3 separate regions of the Mus musculus genome follow, and regions 1 and 2 are each linked to region 3. Evidence: chromatin contacts called from public Hi-C data. All regions are on one chromosome and are shown on one strand. The core of a region is the stretch at or near the end of the contact, and the rest is flanking DNA. Distances in the headings are between cores, read along the strand shown. Region 1 overlaps Sv2c (synaptic vesicle glycoprotein 2c). Region 2 overlaps Sv2c (synaptic vesicle glycoprotein 2c). Region 3 holds the start of Sv2c (synaptic vesicle glycoprotein 2c).

What was found. Hi-C and Micro-C count contacts between places; a contact is called where the count stands out from the background.
Region 1: a contact with region 3 is called in a Hi-C map of the N1E-115 cell line, with 2.6 times the contacts expected there. The contact joins the enhancer-like site here to the promoter of Sv2c in region 3. A contact is called at or near these places in 2 of 39 promoter capture datasets (hippocampal neurons and macrophages), 2 of 484 Hi-C or Micro-C datasets (the N1E-115 cell line and cardiomyocytes), 1 of 115 datasets of contacts at active chromatin or transcription factors (embryonic hindbrain) and 3 of 9 other capture datasets (adipose tissue, liver and pancreatic islet).
Region 2: a contact with region 3 is called in a Hi-C map of olfactory sensory neurons, with 1.9 times the contacts expected there. The contact joins the enhancer-like site here to the promoter of Sv2c in region 3. A contact is called at or near these places in 1 of 39 promoter capture datasets (macrophages), 1 of 484 Hi-C or Micro-C datasets (olfactory sensory neurons), 1 of 115 datasets of contacts at active chromatin or transcription factors (embryonic hindbrain) and 3 of 9 other capture datasets (adipose tissue, liver and pancreatic islet).

The regions. Positions count from the first base shown.
Region 1 is chr13:96,072,374-96,075,944 of GRCm38.p6, reverse strand. The region is part of intron 2 of Sv2c (synaptic vesicle glycoprotein 2c); the gene reads left to right. Among named protein-coding and RNA genes, the nearest start is that of Sv2c, 58 kb to the left of the region's middle. Within about 2 kb of position 2,139, at least 12 of the 459 cell types and tissues checked have an H3K27ac peak or open chromatin away from gene starts, as enhancers often do. A contact at or near this core is called in the N1E-115 cell line, where this site is marked.
Region 2 is chr13:96,097,344-96,101,167 of GRCm38.p6, reverse strand. All of the region lies in intron 1 of Sv2c (synaptic vesicle glycoprotein 2c), which reads left to right. Among named protein-coding and RNA genes, the nearest start is that of Sv2c, 33 kb to the left of the region's middle. Within about 2 kb of position 1,692, at least 3 of the 459 cell types and tissues checked have an H3K27ac peak or open chromatin away from gene starts, as enhancers often do. A contact at or near this core is called in olfactory sensory neurons, where this site is marked.
Region 3 is chr13:96,130,868-96,134,855 of GRCm38.p6, reverse strand. Sv2c (synaptic vesicle glycoprotein 2c) reads left to right here and starts at 2,279. Exons shown (of 13, transcript NM_029210.1): 1 at 2,279-2,408. It overlaps Gm29543 (predicted gene 29543), which reads right to left and starts at 2,131. Exons shown (of 2, transcript NR_167969.1): 1 at 2,077-2,131; 2 at 606-1,496.

The DNA.
Region 1 (3,571 bases), core at 890-3,389, 59 kb after region 3:
TTACATCAAGAAAAGGAATTGCTTTTATCCTGAACTGAGAAAGAACAGACTGTTAAATCGGGGTTTGGGGAAACTACTATGGTAGCGGTGTAGTGTGAGAAGTGAATCAGATGAGAGGCTTAAAAAGTCAGATGGACATGGAAAAAATCTTTTACTGATGTAGGATGATTGGCAAGTTAAACAATTCCATTCCTCAGTTTTGATATCTGTATGTCAGGAGTAAGAGCACTAGATCTGACTGGTGTCTTAAATGAGAAAAAATTTTATATAGCTGTTAACAATGCCTTACATTGTGCCATTGTTGGTAAAATATGTAAAATCCCACTGTTGCTGCTTAGACTTGAGTGTGATTGTTCTCTTTCAAGTTTATTCCAAATTTTTGATTATTTGGCACCCTGGGTGTGCTCTGAAATTTGATTGCTGTGTTGTATACCCTTATCGTGTTTGCTGTATTTGGGGATCCATAGCTGTGTCTCCTGGGGAATGGTCTCTTTGTCCTCCGTGTCTACTTCAGTGTCTTTGATGGGCTTTTATCTGGGCTGTGAATATGCCCTCTGGCTCTGTTTAGCCTCCTAGCTGTCACCTCAATCTTAATTGAATTTTAAAATTATTAGCTCATGAAGTACAGCCTGTATGCCTATACTAGCAAAATCTTATTTGGATTCATTATTGCCAAACAAGAAAATAAGATTAAACAATCTATCACCAATATAGTCCTCTAGTTCTTTGCATTCTCCTGAGGAGAAATGTTTCTGACACCAGAAAAGAGCTTGACCAAAGTTGCCTGCAAAACACTGGTCCATCCACTGATCTGATGGGACAGAAAGTAGCCAGAGCTTCAGGCCACATTCTTAAAACATCTGGTAATGTGCAATCGATGCAAAGTGTATAGAAAAGAGAATGATAATGGCTCACACCCCTGGGGATGCCCTCTATTCCACAGTAGGTCTACTAGGATGCCTACTGTACATCTCTGGGAATGTGCACCATCCCATGGTAGGTCCATCTCTAGGTAGGCATGGTCTACTATATTTCCTAAGCTTAGTGTGAGCTTGTGGGAAGCTGAAACAAGAGAATCAGAGTTCAAAGGTAGCCTGGGCTACATAGACTGCCTCAAAAACAAAAAGTCAAGCCAAACAAATAAACAACAAAACAAGCAAAAGAATAGGGTAAGGATATGAATTGGTACAAGAGCCCATGTGAGCTTGAGGACCTGGGTTCATGACCCAGCGCCATTCCATAGAAACAATTAAAAATGGGATAATTTAACACATCACAGAACTAACACACACACACGCACAGAGAGAGAGAGAGAGAGAGAGAGAGAGAGAGAGAGAGAGAGAGAGAGACTACATTAATTTTCTGTGTTCAGAGGGATGCTGGAACTGATGATCATCCCTGCACAGATGAGAGCTATTTTCTCTCTTTCTCTGCCTGTTGCCAGAAGCTTCCCAGAATTCAGGGTCCAGATGGGCTCTGCTCTTAGTCAGTCATGGCTCCTCTTGCAGCGTCCCCTAAGCAATTTCAGACTAACTCAGGGCCCTGGTTTTACTATTTTGACCTCTCATGAATATGCCAGATTGGTGACTTTGGTTTCTTTCCCTGGGCAGCATTTGAAGGAAGGATTTGGTTTCAATGAAATATGTTTCTTAAAAGCCAGAGGGGGCTAACATAAGACCTCAAATATTCAGCAGTTAATTATTAATTTATGTGGAATCAGATAATCATAAAATGTCACTTGCTGGTAGAATTTTTTGCTAAATGAGAACTTTTTGGAGGTTTTTAGGGGGTGAGGATAAAATAAGCTGTTAGAGCCAAAGCTCTTTTGCTAGAACTATGGAAGTCAATGTGATTTACATACTTTCTAAATGTCTCAAAAAAGCAAAAGCAAAAACAAATGAAGAAAACCATAAACAAATTACAAACCTCTTAGGGTGGGGTGTAGCTTAGTGGGAGAGATGGGAATTGCCTCCCAACGGTGGTAACTAACATGGTGAGCTTTTGTTTCCTGAAATGTTAACACACTATAAAACAGACACACAACTAAGACCACGCCCTGATGGCTCAGCACAGCCTCAGTGCTATCCTTTCCCTCCGTGCCCTTTCTCTCCTGTCCGTGCTGCCATCTGAACTGTGCCTGATTCATCCTTTGATGCTCTGTGCTGTGGTGTAAGAAGCTGAATAATTAGATCTGTTGATAAACAGCAAAGTGCGTATGAGCTTAACTCTCCAGCCAGGACCCCATGGCACACATCCAAGACATGAAGATCAATGCCAGGCGCGTAGCCAAGTGGGCTAAGGATGCTGGCGATTTGACCTTTTGGTCCATTACTGTAATTCTGTTTCTCTAGACTCAAACAAGACTAATGACCGTGCCTCAGTTAAAAGCCTTACATCAGCAGCTTAATTTTTTTCCTATGGTCAGAAAAAAAAAAAACGATTTAAGAGTTTGGAATTGATACACCATAGATTGAAGGCTTCAACGTTTTAGCTTCTTTACTCACTGGGACATGGTCCCCATCTATAGCTGTTCTTTTATCTTCTGGGCTCCCTTCTTGTGATGAATTCTCTTGTCCCCACAGCCTGCTTGCCATTTGTGTTCTGATATTCCACATCCTATCCATGACTAGTTAGTATGCAGGCTAGTGTGAACTCTTAGGAATAGCCTTAAACTACATAATTCAGCCTGCTATGTTCCTCTCTATTTGCCACTCGATACAACTCTCCAGATATTCCAGCATAAGGGGAAGTTAGAGTTCAGATAAACTTGAACTCTCACACAATCTACTTAAATTTAAAGTGTAGAAATAATAGTGCAATTTTTCCCATAAAAATGCCATGTGTGATATTTGGGACATACTGATACTAAAATAATAATAATAATTTATCATTTGATCATCTGGCATTAAAATTTATCTGGATGACTTTGCTACTGCCTGTGTTGGTAAAGGGAGAGTAGAGAGAGTTGTATGCTAATACCAGGTCTTCTAGGAGCCTGGTATTAGCATACAACTCATTGATCTCCTTGTCTCTCTTTATTGGAGTCACATCCAGTGCTGGCCAGAGCTTAGGAATCAGTGTATCAGAATTTGGTATGTGTGTCTTACCCCATCTCACCATGCTTTCTTATTCAAAATGTGAATTTTAAAACTACATCATCTAGCCCAGCGTTTCTAAGACATAATGGCATTTGCAAGGCCTGGGGATATTGTGAGTGTGTGGTTTGGGCATTGCAGATCTGGAATCAGCCTGCTGAGGCTGGAGGTGTAACCCTCACATTGAGTGGTACACACTGAACCCTGTTCTTTCGCTTTTAGGTTTCCCCACCAACATCCCTGGCAGTTGTGGTAAGGATTAAACAGTTGCCAGGGTGGGAGCTTGGGGAAATAGCAGCACAGAGTGGAAATGTTTGCCTTACTTACCAGCATACAGTAATGACCATGGGCAAATGGTGCTACAAACCATTTCAGGAGAGGTAGTTCTTTGTTTTTTTTTTGTTTTCTAACAGCCAATATCAACAGCTGAAGGATATACATTTTTTTGCACTAATAGACAGTAGCTATATATTTTA
Region 2 (3,824 bases), core at 443-2,942, 33 kb after region 3:
GTGATGTTATTTAAGGCAAGTGACTTGCTCAGAGATCGGGAGAAGGTGCCAGACATTTTCTGGATGTCTTAGCTGCAACTTCTTCCTTTTTGTTTAAGAAACACTTCTAAGGTTTTTTTGTTTGTGATGAATCTTCGGAAGTATTCCTGTATATGATCAGTTGCCAATCATGTCTTTCTGTTGGTCAGGAATGAGCTTTTCTGGGGTCCAATTTGCAGTGGATTTGGAGACCCCAAAGCTAACAAAAACCATCTTAGTTTTGGGGCATGTGGTCAAAGGTGAATGATACTTGGCTCTAGAAACAGGATAGTCCCAGTATCCAGCATGGGTGTGTGTGAAAGACTCAGACTAGGTTTGGGTTGTAGGCTTTGTGGTTTACTTCAAATCTATATTGAATTCTTGTTACATGTTTTCATTAGCCAGTGAGCACCTCTATTTGTCTACCCTTGGGCTAATTATCTCAATTTAGGCCCTATCCACTCCATAGTATCAGCGTTTAGCTCCTGGGGTACTGCAAGGCGATTGACTGTAGTGTGTTCCCACAGGAAGTAACATCCCTGGATGAAAAGCACCCAGAGACCTTTATTTCACTTCTGTGTGCTTACAGTTGTGGGTGGTTTGCACCCACTGCATAGCAGACCAATTTGCTGCATGCAGTGAGCTTTGAGATCGTCTCAGGCATTAAGAATCCAAGATCAGAGCCGGGCATGGTGGCGCACGCCTTTAATCCCAGCACTCGGGAGGCAGAGGCAGGCGGATTTCTGAGTTCGAGGTCAGCCTGGTCTACAAAGTGAGTTCCAGGACAGCCAGGACTATACAGAGAAACCCTGTCTCGAAAAACAAAAACAAAAAAGAATCCAAGACGAACCAAAACATTGCCCCTTCCCTTATCGAACTTGGAATCCATCCATGTGTTTGGATGGCTTCTGACTTTCCTTGTGACTCTGGGAGCAAGTCAGTTCTCATATACTGATGTGATATTCAGTAGCCCAGGTAGAGGGCCCTCAGTGCAGAAGTACGTCCTGTCCTCCAAAATCCAACCTTCAGAGCCAACCTCTGAGCTTAAGCATTTGCAACTTACACTACTTGTTCAATTTTGTAATTGAGAAAGAAATATCTCAGAGGAGGGAGAAGCACTCTGTCTTTTCTTTACATCTTGTGAATGAGTTAGCTCAGCAGCTCTTGTCTCCCGAGAGAGTAAAGATTTTACTAGAAAATAGAAATGAGAGTGTTTTTTTTTACAGTATTCCTTTAACATCTTACATTGTTCTTCCTATTACACACACACACACACACACACACATTCAAGCACATATGCACATACATGCAGGAGAGAGAGAGAGAGAGAGAGAGAGAGAGAGAGAGAGAGAGAGAGAGAGAGAGAGAGAGAGAGACAGAGAGAGATAGAGAGAAGGAAAGAGAGAGAGAGATCCTTGAAGTGAAGACCTGCCTCTCCAGGCCCGTTTCTCAGCCCACAGGACTGCTGTGCACCCACTAAACCCTGAACACACAGAGCATAGAGTCTTGTGCTGGTGCAGAATTCTTGCTTTTTCCAAGCTCTGTGGGGAACTTGTGCATCAATAACCTTCTTGGTCCCAAAGCTGCTTCTCCCTAGAGCCATAGAGTATCTATGGCGATGTTTGGGGAGGCTCTGGCCCCTCCTTTCTGGAGACCACAAGCTAGGGAAACATGGCATTGGGTATTCCACAGGGACAGTGCTCTGGGGATTTTGTCTCTGTGCTCAGGTGTGGCCCAAGTAAACACAGGCAGCTGCATTTGTGGCCACTTTCAGGAACCTGGCAAAATGAAACATTTACCAAGTAAAAGTTAGACAAAGCAAAAGGAAACCATGAGATACTGAGGGGGAAAAAAGCACACCAGCTCACCTGTTGAAATTCCTGGGGCTTAACTGGGGTCTGGGGAGGTTCTTGCCGTCAATCAGGGTGATGCAAAGGAGGCAGAGGTGATTCTCTGGCTATGCTTTCACATTGCACCAAATCTCTACAAAGTTGCCAACCACATGACCCTGGTTCCTGCAGCAGGATGGACAGACAAACTAGAAACACACATGCCTATTAGGGTTTTCCTTTGTGGGCTAAACCTTGGCAGACACGGCAGTGGTAAATGATGGAGAGAGTGAGTCTCAGCCCCTTGACATCCAGCTATGCTCTTAGGGTGGGGCAGGGCACAGCCAACCTAGCCAGTTATCGGTCTTTCCATTCTGGAAAGAAAACTTCAGCATCACTGCTAAGTGATAAGTTCTGACTACAAGCTACACTCTTCCATTCTTTAATACCGAGTCAACTGGCATTCACCAGCTAGAAGATCCTGTTGGCCAAGTGTGGCCTTTCTGTTTTAGTCTTAAATCACTCTTCTTGCCCATTTCGAGTTAGTGCTGTCAGGCTAATACGGACAAAAGCAGTGCTGGGGCCCACGTGTGTATCTGACTCCTAAACAAGACCACCATTTATGTCTACAACGTAGCTCATTTCAAGATGTTTGAGGTGCCTGTTTCTCAAGGGATGCTGAGTTCTTATAAGGAATGGGGAGCACCTATTGTACTGAGGAAATAGACAGGACGTATTACTGCTTTTAGTTTTTCATCTTTAAGTCAATGAGTATTTAGCTGGCTCTATAGCAACCTTTAAACATACAAGGTAGACATATCTAATTTATAGATGATGTGTTGTTTTTTTTAAAAACAAAACCCCAAACATTCCATTTTACCAGTAAAGACTAAGGAGCCAGAAACTGTGGTGAACGCCTGCTAGCTCAGAGAGGCAGAGAAATCATCCAGCTGACCTTCCTCCTCAGCCGACACCCCAAAAGGATGTTTGCCTTCTCCACACTATCTCCAAAACCCCTAAAATTGAATGCCCCTCCCTTCCACTTCCCGTGTGTCTCTCTATTCATCCTCCTGACTCCCTCTTACTCTCTGTGGGTTTTTTTTCCCCATGTTCACTTCCTGTCAACTGGTTGCTTGCTCCACCTCTTGACCTGTGGTTGACTTTATTTAATCCTGTTGACAATAAACTGGAAACTCTTGAATTAAAGGTGTGTACTAGGGCTGAGCTACACCACAACTAGAAACAGGATTTCCGGTAAGTAACACAATCTCAGGGTTCTCAGTGCCATGAAGTATCCTGTAACCGTGGAATTAATTTGTTTTCCTTCTACTTCTCTTTATTCCCTTAAAAATAGGGAATAAACTCTTTAAGCCCTCACGTTTCTTACCCTCTAGCCCTCCTTCTCTCTCTCCCTTCCCCCTCTCTCCACATGGCCATGGCCAGCCTCTCTCTTTCTACCTTCTTTCTTTCTCTCTGCCTTTCTACAATAAAGCTCTAAAACCATTTTAAAAAATAGGGAATAAAGGACTCCAGTCTTATCCGGGTGTTTATGGAGCAGCTACTGGGCACAGCCGGATTTTTATTTTTTGATTGCTTTGACTTTTTATCCTCCTTCCTCTAGTTTGCCTCTAAGGACATTAAACACACAGAAGTCATTGATTCATTTCAACTTGGTTGTAGTCACAATAAACATGTCTACAAATGTCAAAGGGCAGAGCTAATGGGATCAAGGAAAGATACCGTATCTCCAATGACTGGGTGAAGCTAGCCCTAAAGGAAACCCTTGTTTTGCGCCACTGAGCTATACTCTTCTAGATCTCATCACTTCCTGCTTATGGTTTACCCTCTCAGGGCTCAGGGCTTAAGAGCTTGATCCCTAGCACTCCGTCAGGAAGTGGTGGAGTGTGAGTGGAATTACATTGCAATGGCACTGCCCTCAAAGGATTAATGCTGGTCTCATGAAAGGACTTGACACTC
Region 3 (3,988 bases), core at 1,030-3,529:
CAGTTATGCATCTTTACCTACATAGGCTCCTATGAGACCAATGTTTTTAGAAGAGAAAAAATGGCTGACACTTGCTAGTAAGTGTGCTCAGCGGGACCAATGAAAGCTATCTCCCTCCCTCATCATCACCAAAGGAAACCCCTGTACTTCAAAGACACAATGTTTAAATGCCATATATAGCTCAGCTCTGTCTAGGGGAACTACAGGAGCTGTTATCTTCAAATGTAGCAAGAAGGGAAAATCCAGAGCTAGAAAGTCCACTCACCCTGTGAGAGTCCATGGACCCCACAAGAACTGGTTGAAGGAAGAGTCCCATACCAGGAAGTGTGTTAACTGTTTTTTGTTTGTTTGTTTTGTTTTGTTTTGTTTTTTAAGGTTCATCTCATTGTTCTCTATACATCCATCATTTGGAGAAATAATAAATTACTATGCAACTATTACTGGCACGCCCTCAAAGAGGTATCCATCAGGGCAGTAAATGAATTACCAGCACCTTTTGCAACGCCACATAGATCCAGATACGATTTACGTTTTTAAAAATTTCACACCGATGCTGGAGCACACCTGTGCCTACATGGTATCTTACATTGGTAGCAACACAGATGTTTTACCCCAAATAATTGTTTATTAAGTAAGAATGCACAGGAAGGATGTCTAAATGAGTGGGTTAATTTTTAACCATTCCAATCATTCATCTCACAGCACCACAGTAAGTGGTACAAACCGCAAAGCATTTAAGCAAAACACACAATCCAGATGGATTTTTCAAAGATCGGTCCAGAAACTGTAGGCTCAACAGGGCCTGGGAATCCTGAGTCTCGGAATGCCAGAGCAGCAAGGAGGGGCAGCCAGAGGTTGGAGGCTGGTTCCATTTTCCTCTCTTCATCTCATCTTGAATTGTGGCACACACGGATTATAGCAAGCTGGAGTTATCTGTCCCAGGCGGTCCACGTGGTCCCCACCAGCTTCTTTAGCGAGAGCCTCCAGACCGCCTGGATCTCTGAAGAGCCCGGCTGCTCTTCTCCAGCAACACAAACATTTACATGCATTGTTTACTTATGTATCGGCACAGCCAAGCATTTAGCCACCTATTCAATCTTTCAGGCTATTTACTCTCGCATGAACTCATCCAGGGAGAGATTGTGTGAGAGATCTACCCACTGCAGCTCCCACCAGCGCCTCGCTTTGTCTCGCTCCTCGGGGTTACCATTACAAGGGTAATGATTGCGCGGCGGGCACCTGCCGGGGGTCGGGGAGCTTCCAAAGTACACGAGTTTCACGAGAGCTCGGAGCTGGTAGGGTCTACTTTATGAGGATGTCTGGCTTCCCACTTTGTCCCTTCCGATGAGCGGATGGGTAACAGGATGACGCTCTGCCCTGCCAAGACGGAGTAGATACTTGGGTGTGGTCTCTCCAGGATGAGTTCCAGTTGGTATAGTCCAGCCCCAGCGCTAAGGTGAGGCTAAGGTTGCCGTTTCTCACCCTCTAAGGCATTCCTGAGAACAAGAGCAATATTCTCACCTCTCTCTCTCTCTCTCTCTCTCTCTCTCTCTCTCTCTCTCTCTCTCTCTCTCCTATTAAAAATGCTAGAAATCCCCCCACCCGGAGTTCCGGCTGCTCCCTGGCCCTCCCTGGTTTAGGGACACATACACACATCCCGCACGTGGAGTTCCTTCCGCTACACCCCAAGTTTTGTCTCGTGTGCTAGCATGGAGATTGGGGGGTAGGCGGGGGTGATCAGCTACTCCTGACTTACGGAAAGCCTAGTCAAAATTAACCAGTTCCAGGCTCAGAAACAGAACAAAAGCCCTCCTTCCCGAGGCACTGGCCTCCAGCAATCAACAATTTCCTTGTGCTTTGATGGACCCGACCCAAGGGGCTGCCAAACGAGCAGCGCACAGTCACACTCGGTGACTAATTCAGCACGGGTGCCTTATCGACGCCCCCCACCCCGCCTCCTCCTCCTGCTACAAACTGAGCTCTGACTTCTCCAAAAGTACCTGCCACTTGGAGCCAACCCCCACCGCACCCCTCCCCACCCCCGACCCGAACCGCAGCAACACCTCCGCATCATACCGGGAGCTCGCCCAGCCTTGCACAGCGCCCTCCTCCCCCGCGCGCCGTAACCCCCTCCCTGCGCATCGCTTGTACTCTAGCCACGCCGCCGCCCGCCACTGCAGCACCGAAGGGAGGAGGCGAAGGAGGAGGACCGCAGCGTGGCCGCCGGGAGCCACTTTCCCGCCCCTCCTCTCGCTGCCGACTAGCTCAAAGGAGTCACCACTGCGCGCGCTGCAGGAGAGAGTGGCAGACCGAGGCGGCCCCGGGCTGCAAGCGGAGGGGTGCTCGCAAGGCGACGGCTGCAGTGCAGAGCGGTGGCTCAGGGCAGGGGGTCCCCGGCGCCTGAAACGGTGAGTAAGGAGTCCCCCGCAACCGTGGCAAGGGCTCGTTCCGTGCTAGGTTTTTCTTCTGTGCCGGGAGACCCAGCGTTGTAACCAGAGAACTTTTTGCAGCCTTCCAGAAGCGCAACTAGCGCAACTTTGCCAGCTCTGGCCCGGGAAAAGCGGCTGCAGGTGAGGCAGGCTGCCCGCTGGGTACCTGTGTTGGGATGGCAAGCAGGAAATCTCACTGAGGCAGTCGAGTGGCCCCGGGTTTACTAGGCAGAGGCAGGTTAAAGGTGCGCTATGTTCGGGATTCAAGGGCAGGTGGGTGGGCAGCTGCAGGCATCTCCCGACTTCTTTGGGGGCGCAGGGGTGGGGGAGTTTCAGGGAGGGCTGGAGAGACTATTCAAAACAGGCAGCCGGGAGCGCCCACTATCAGCGAGCCATCCCCGCAGCCTCTGGCTCAACTTTTTCTGCGGGGAACCCTCTGCAGATGTGCAGAAGTGGTTGGAAAGCACGGGGAGCCGCAGTCGGCTCTGCGGGAGGCTAGCAGAAAACCCGTCAATTTTCAAACTCTTACACACACACACACACACACACACACACACACACACACACACACACACAAGCTGAAAGCAGGAAAGCCTGCTGTGGCCCTTTGTAAGAATCAACACTTCTCCAACACTGCACCTCTATTGAGCAAAACCCTATCGAGCGTCCACTATGCGCCTAGGGGCGCAGCGAAGCGCATCTAAGAGTGAGGATTTCTTAGGAGAGGGACTGTCCCCAATGATGATGATGATGATGATGATGATGATGATGATGATGATGATGATGATGGCAGCAACAATTACTACCGAGGTATCTAATTTAAGGACAAGAGGAAATGGGCGACAGGTCACCATCTTCTCTTGGTGGACTTTTCCTCTCCAACTGGGCTCTAGAATCGAGAATACTTTCTCCCGCGAACTGGAACGCCTCTGGCCAGGAAGGAAAGAAAGATTTTAGAATGCCGGGATGAACTTGGCTGGGGAAGCCAGCACCCCACCTCAGATACAAGGAGCATCTCTGTGGGCGTGCGGGAACCTCAGTCCGCCACGCGCGGGGGCGGAGAGGGAGGAGCTGAGTCACCAGCTCTGGAAGTACCGCCTGGACCATGGGAGCGGGGGGGGGGGGGCGCTCGCGTCACCCTCTACGTGTGGGCGTGATGCAAATACAGCCCCGCAAGGGGAGGGCGCGGTGGAGGGAGGGCTAGGAGACCCAGCCTGTCTGGGAGCGCGCGCGTGTGTGCGTCAAAGGCTCCGGAGTGATGGATGCCCTGTGGCGCGCCCTGTGCAGACGGCAGCGACTGGAGGGACTCGGGTGGGAGGATAGACTGCGGCAGGGGTGGCAGGGGATGCCGGGCAATACAGAGGCTGCAGGCAGGCAAAGAGCTCCGCAGTGTGCCGCAGTGGTAGCACTGGGAAGGCGTCGTCTCAGCAACCAGGATTCCCCCGGGTGCCCAGACATCTTTTAAGTCTCTGAGGGATGCCCAGATGTTCCTTTCTCCCGTCAGACTCCCTTCCTTCCTGCATAGCTGATTGACTAAGAAAACGGGCGGGGAGGGGGGC